Linked DNA regions of Sparus aurata: region 2 is linked to region 1. A link is a contact called in public Hi-C data. All regions are on one chromosome and are shown on one strand. Each heading gives the region's core, a stretch centred on a gene start, on an enhancer-like site or on the middle of the called end of the contact. The rest is flanking DNA. Distances are from core to core; before and after follow the strand shown.

Region 1 (3,624 bases), core at 201-2,700:
AGCTTCACATAATGGGTCATAAGCCGAATTGGCACCAATGCAATTAAATCTTGTCTAGAATTAAACAAAAAGAAGCAGCAGGAGGAAAGCAAATTCAAAACAAAGTACCTTTAACGTTAACGGCGTTATTTTCTCTTTATTCACACAGTCGGGTAAAAAGTCCAGCAGACAGTCCAACACTATGTCCTTCACAGTCTGGAAATCACTTTCACCTTTCATGTCTGCGCAAAATATGAGGTCAAGGTCCTTAAAGCCCAGTCCGCTGTCCTCGTGCAGAATGTGGCTGGCCGCGGAGCCGTTTAACCGCACGTCCCGGACGTGGATCTGCTTCTCCTCCATCCGACTCCGCACCACCTTGACGATCTGCCGCGGCTGCATCTCCAGGGTGGGGAAGTTCCCCCGGCCGTGGATCGGGATGGTCTCCGTCAGGATGGCGTCCAGTCGCTGCACTTGCTCCCAGCTGAGGACGCTCACGTTGCTGCCCTCCGCGTCTGACACGCAGCTGGCGGTGGAGCCACTGTCGTCCTCTGACATGGTGACCAAAAAAAAAAGTCCTCAAAAAACGGGAAAAATTAAAAATACAATATAAATACGTTTTTGTTCTTGTTGTTGTTGTTTTCTCAAAGTATGAGCAGGTCGGTGGACGCGTCTTTTACGCGTTCGATATAGTTGGGAGACAAAAACTTCATCCAGATCAGGTTTCTTTGTGTAAAAAAAAAAAAAAAAAAAAGAAAGAAAAGAAAAGAAAAAAAAAGAAAGTGGTCCGAATAGGCTGTAAATAAACAAATAAAATTAAAATATATATATAAAAAAAGACCCCGAAAGCAGAAAAGTGATTTACAGTCACAGTTTTGCGCAATACGCCTGTGGTTGGAGGTCCGGTGGCGCAGCAGTCGAGCTGGTGGTTGTGTGGAGGAAGAAGCGCAAAGCCCGTCAACAGAAGCGTGTAGAAAACGAGTCGGAACTTTCTCCTCTCTTTTCTCTCCCTCCGTCCTTTTAAAACATTCGCCCCGGTGCCGCCGTCAGTGCGTCCGAGCGCTGCGCATCAGTCTTTGAAGGTCGCTGATGATCCAAGAGGGGGTTTGCTTTTCCGGCTGTGACTCCATCGCCCAAAGGCACGCCTATGATTTTATGAATTTGCATGAATAAGCTGCTCCTCGAGTCGCACTCCTTTGGCACCAGTCGACGATCGAAACCCCCCTCAGAGGAATCTTGTGGATTTCTTTACGCACGGCTCCTACATATCTTTTAATTTTTTTCCTCTCGCCTCTCCTCTTGCCAACAAATAATCCCGTTAATACAGTTTGAATGTGCTCAGGAAATCCAGCGCGCTCTCCCCCGACTTTTGTTTAGTTCAACATATTTTCCCCCCACTTGTGCAGAAGTTAACCGTTACCTGCCCACTTGACACGCCGCGTCCTTGTGCACCAGTCAGGACCGGAGTCTGAAGATGTCAGCTGTGCTTCACCCCGCCCCCCTCTGACAGTCTGCTGCTCGGTGAAAAAAAAAAGAAAAAAAAAAAAAAAAAAAACCCTGCTCAACATGCTCAACACTGTAAGACTCTGGTGAAGCAGCTCCCCGGACTGCATTCGTGATATATTCATAATGCTTTTTAATCTGAAGACCTTGGTGCGCTCGTTCCCAAAAAAAAAAAAAAAATCTGCATTAAAACATTTCTGCTCCAGATGATAATCAGTGCGCATGAATTCATTTATAAATTACGACATATTGAAGGTCAGGCCCTCCTACAAATCAATATCATGAGAGGGAAAAGACATGAATGAAATGGAATATGAAAGTTTTCCTCCAGTCTGACTGATTCATCAGCGTATAAAGCTGGCTGGATGTCGCCCTCTGTGGGCCGATTCAGGGACTATTTCCCTTAAAAAAAAAAAAAATAAATGGTCCCAAGAACGAACGGTGATCAACTTTAAACGTGCGCCAAAATAGCCTTCGAGGATGTTGTACTTTTGCTGTTTAAAGCAGACAGGAAACATTGTCTCTGGAATCCGGTAAGCCTGTTACCCCCAGACCACTAACCCCTTCAGGTCAAGCTCTGCAGGCCCTCGCTGATAGGCTACCCTCAGCTTCTAACGCCTGTCCACTCTGAGCTTGGGAAAAAAAAAAAAAACAACACACACACACACACACACACACACACACACACACCTGTCAAGGCATTTTTTACAAGACAATTGTGTCCTTACATTTCAGTTTTTCTATCAAGAAATCAGAAGTCCGCTCCGAGCGCCGGGCAGTCCCTGGTTCAGGCAGCATGTGTTGGGGTCAGTAGGGGGTTAGGGTGGAGGCGTGGGGGTCAAGGTGTGGCAGCTGTCACGGATGCTCCATTAGGCGGCGTAAAGCCCTGCGTCACTGCAGCCACCCAGATCTGTACCTAAACCCTGATTATCCCATTTACTCCATTGCATTACATTAACTCGGAAGGCCCACACAAGGAGCTCTGCCTCTGCACACCGTCACCGGACACACACACACACACACACACACACGGCCTCTGATATGTAGTTGGAATTACACGCTTGCAGCTCTGACAGACAGCAAAATAAATCGCAAATGAAGAGCTCGGGCAGGAAATGGGGAGTCTTGCTGCATGGCGTTGTGATTTAGAGGAATTCACCCTCGGTTCGTTTCTTAAATGTAACTTTTCGTTTCACGCTTTGCTTTGGCGCGTGTCGGACAGGTTGATCGCAGGTCCCTGAAACTGAATCCCACATCTGGAAATATACGTGGAACTATTAGTCAGTTACAATGGAGCGGGAGCGGCCCCCGTCGATGTGTTTCCCAGGTGTGGGGAGAGACGGTAGCCGTGGATTGGACCCGGTCCCTCCGCCGGTCCACGGCGCGAGGCTAAATCAAAAGCAGCTGTCACGGGCCAACAGAAGGTGGATGCATATGGTGCACCTCCAGAATAGAGCTCCGCTGATGAGTTGTTTTGTGTAAATACCACTCGTCACCTCATTACCCGCCGTGACACGGGTTATTCATCGGTTGGTGGGTTGTGAAAGACAGTGAGATGAGGTTGTCAGAGAATTAACCACCACCTCCTCCTCCTCCTCCTCCTCCTGGTGATGGTCATGTCTCAAGAACGGCAGCAGCTTTAATATGGAAAGGAAAAAAAACCCCAATAAACCCAATACAGACCACTATTCCCTCACTTGAGACTCTAATGTATGTGGGAGAGACTCCTTCTCCTGCTCCTCGTAAAGCAGATCTTCACGGCGCTCGTCTCTGGGGCCTACGAAACATTCTCAGGACAGCTCAGTTCCATAAAAAGAGAGAAAACTGAAAAGAGAGATGGACTTGTTTTGTGTTCCTGTGCCATTTATCCGTCTGCGCTAAGTGAGATTTATCTGCCTTGAAGTGCAACATCTCCGCCGCCTTTGAGCTTCCTCCTCGGGGTCAGGACCCTCCGCAGGATGGACCAACAGACCTTGTCTTGTAGCTCTTGATTACACAACACGATCCGGTATCTAACATCGACCGCAGTGATGTTTCACTTTGTGCGTTTCTTTTACGCAATGGCTAGTTCCTCTCAGTTCAACACACTCGACTCACAGGATTTTTAGGGGTCAGAGTTGGTGGTTGTTGCGATGTGTGCTGACT
Region 2 (3,409 bases), core at 507-3,006, 140 kb before region 1:
CATCTATTTGCATATTGGTGGCAACTCTTAGTTTGTTTTAAACTCTAAAACTGACCCCTTACTACAAAGTGCTGAGAGGCTGTTCACCCGAGGTTCAAGACTGTAGACTGTGAACAAACAGTTTGTGTCTTCAGTCCACAAACTGCTGACTGTAAGGACAAGGAAGGGCTAACAGAAAAAAGTAATCCGTCACATTGCAATTTATTTGAAGAGCCTGACGGATGACTGTGATACAGATCAGAACTCTCCTAACTCTTAAAAGATTAGAGCTCAGGCAGCAGCAGCACAGATTGCCCGACTCCCTACATGGCCTGAGTGTGTCTTACAGAAGGCTCTTGCTCTGGCTGCAGATGTGCCCAGACGTTCAATAGCTGGTTCTTGAGGTCAACCTCAAACCCAAATCCATTCTATTCTATGGGAAAATATCTAATGATTTTATTTATAATCCTTTAGCCTAGAGAGAAATTGACCATTAAAAAGTGTAATTATCTGAGGTTTTTTTTTTGTCATATACTCTTTGACAAAGTGCCATATGATGATAAAAAGTGTTAGTGAAAAGTGTCTTATTACACTTAGTATCACTGATGAGCATTGTCTAATCTGTCAAACTGTAAGAACTTTTTGTTTATTCAAATGAGTGGAAGTGTATGGTATTGCTTTACATATTGAATTCCCTATAGGTGCATCTTATAGCAAACTTTTCACCAAAGGTGGTAAAATGCAAGAAGCAGCCATGATCATCAATCTGATCAGTAAATTTTTTTTGGTCATACCAAGTCTGATATAATATAGTTTCCCTTTTAATTGTTATAGTTCTGTTTTCCACAAGGTAAACCGCTATTCTTTTGCAATCATTTTACAACAGAGGAACATGAACTATATGCACCAAGAAAAAACGGATAAGGGGATGTAAAGCCAATTTTAGAGCCCTAAACTACTGATCACATCTGAATGTGAAATGACATTTTAAAAGCTCTTCAAGTAGGCCTGTGGTGTCTTTCCAAGTGCTGTCCATCCATGGCAATCAAATACTGTAGGATAAGGTAAAAAGGTTAGCCTACAAGTTAGTAAAGATGGATCTGTGGCACATCCAGAGGAGTCCAGCACAGAACAGTGTTATAACAAGTGTTTATATTTATGTACAGACCCAGTCAAAAGTTTGACACATCTTCTGATTCATTGATTATTCTTTATCATTTGTTATACTATGAAATAAAGTAGGGCAGGTCATGCCTTCGCTTTCCTAGGAAAACAAAGTATTCGGCTACATGACCGTACGGATGGAGGATACTGTCACTGTGACTTAAGGCTGGGATGGCAAGACCTCTCCACACTCTGCACCAGGCGCACCGCCCTCCTTTTTAACCAATCAGAACCCTGGATCGGCTCATGGATGTTGGCATGGAGAGAAAGAAACAGGAGGTCTCACTCTGACACTATTCCCGGTTACCACAGAGAGCCGACGTTCCTTTAATTTTTAAGCTAGTCACTACTTTACCTTTTTAACCTTCTGCAAGATGGAGTGGGGTTTTTCTACGTATCTAAAGTCATGCTTCTTCAGCACAAACACATAAATAAAATAAACATAAAAGTGGCTGAAATATTAACGAAAATGCCTGTTAATTGATTTAGGACACTGATAGAGAAACCCAGTATCGGTTGTGGGACGGGACTCCATCTGGATTGGCTAGCAAAGACCCAGATTCTCCCCACTGAGTGAGGCTGTCTTCTCTAAAATAGGCGATCTTCGCGCTATGATTCATCTTGCCCTTCCTGGTCAGCCATAACAACAGTGATGGCGGCTGCTGCACGATTCCTGATCCGAGGTGCAAACTCGAAACTTTCCATCTCCGGCATCGGCACCGGGGCTCAGAGCTCGTTTGGCGTCACTCTGCTGAAGTTGTCGCCGAGCTGCAACTCCCGCACCAAGACACAACGGAGACATGCGTCGCACTTTACCTTCCAGCCTGACCCCGTACCGACACAATATGGTGAGTGGCAGGCTAGCCGGCTAACGTTAGCTGCGTTCACAGAAGAGGCTTGTGAGGCAGTGAAAGTGTCCATAGGTTAGCTGTGAATTAGACACTGAGAAGAGTTCACGGCTATCCGAAATGAACATCTTTTATTATTTGTTGCCTTTCCATTCATTGTCCTGTGTCAGCCATTGAACTGCACAGTCGGGTCAGGTTGGACGTCTTTGTACCTGAATATTTAAAGGTCCCCTCGATACACAGTAAGGACATGTAGAAATGCTGTGCTTGGAATAACAAAAACATATTAACAATAATGTGTGTCGAAGTGTTTTTCACTAGAAACTTCAAGCGCTTTGTTGAAAATTCCTTATTTTACACCTACTCATACTCCCTCATTGTAAAACAACAAAACAAAAAAGAGGACATGTTAACTCAAAATGTCCAACTTAAAAGTCCAACTGTTAGGCACAAAATTTCTTCTACTTCACTGAAACATGTACCTCCAGTTGATGCACCGTATATGAAGGCTTGTAAAGTTTCCATATTGTGCTTTAGTGTCATATTAGACCATGATCGGCTCCAAAGTAGCTGGGATGTCACAGAATCCTGCTGTTACGGTCTTGTGTTAGCTGAGATTGAAGGTGAGCACAGATGATCTTTCCCCCCTTCTGCTGATCAGTGTGAAAACTTCCTCCTAGTGTCACACTTTGCATTTACTTCACAGTGTTCAGTGAGGATCAAAACACCCACGACACAAAACAGTGACTAGTGAGGGGGACTTTTAACAGTGTGGCAGCTGATTTCTAACCATGCTGATATCTGCTGCCTTTTGTAAGGAGTAAGCCTGGTTAGTCATAGCTAACACCAAACTGTGTTTTTATTAGGTATTGCCGCTGTTGCGTGTCGGCTTGACTACCAGGTAGAAAATGACTCAGGTTTAGGCTAATTCTTGAAGTCTCAACCTGTAAGTGAACCAATTAGCAGCACCACTGAGCAATAGCTGTGTTCAAACCTAAAAGTAAACTGCAACGCTTTGTTTCACATTGCTGCCGGTGGACAGTTATGCCGAACAAGTTTATCCACAAGGTCGACATTTTGTTGAAATGAAAGCACTGAATGGTGTACTGTAAATGGAAAGTGCAGGATGACACATCAGATAATGATATCTGTATCATAAGACATAATCTAAGACAGTCCCCAACGAGGTATGAGCTCAGTGTGTATCTTACAGTTCATTTGACCAGGACGTTGTCACTGAAACACCTGCCAACATATACACTGGATCCAGCAATGAGAAACTCCTAGTATCATGTATTCCTTCTCAGTAACAAAGAAGTGAGTGTCACGTTGCTTTTATTTATTGAATCACTGCCAAGTTTCCTTTGTGGTTTCTTCCCAGCAATAAGTGGTATAGTTACTAATCCAAACGCACAATA

The links. A called contact is a pair of places that touch in the nucleus more often than the background predicts.
Region 2: a Hi-C map of an unstated tissue shows a contact between it and region 1, with 14 times the contacts expected there. The contact joins the promoter of bckdhb here to the promoter of tent5aa in region 1. A contact is called at or near these places in 2 of 2 Hi-C or Micro-C datasets (skeletal muscle and an unstated tissue).

What each region holds. Positions count from the first base shown.
Region 1 is chr17:10,956,857-10,960,480 of fSpaAur1.1, reverse strand. It overlaps tent5aa (terminal nucleotidyltransferase 5Aa), which reads right to left and starts at 1,450. Exons shown (of 2, transcript XM_030395089.1): 1 at 109-1,450. The coding sequence starts at 534.
Region 2 is chr17:11,093,442-11,096,850 of fSpaAur1.1, reverse strand. It overlaps bckdhb (branched chain keto acid dehydrogenase E1 subunit beta), which reads left to right and starts at 1,756. Exons shown (of 11, transcript XM_030394830.1): 1 at 1,756-1,991. The coding sequence starts at 1,796.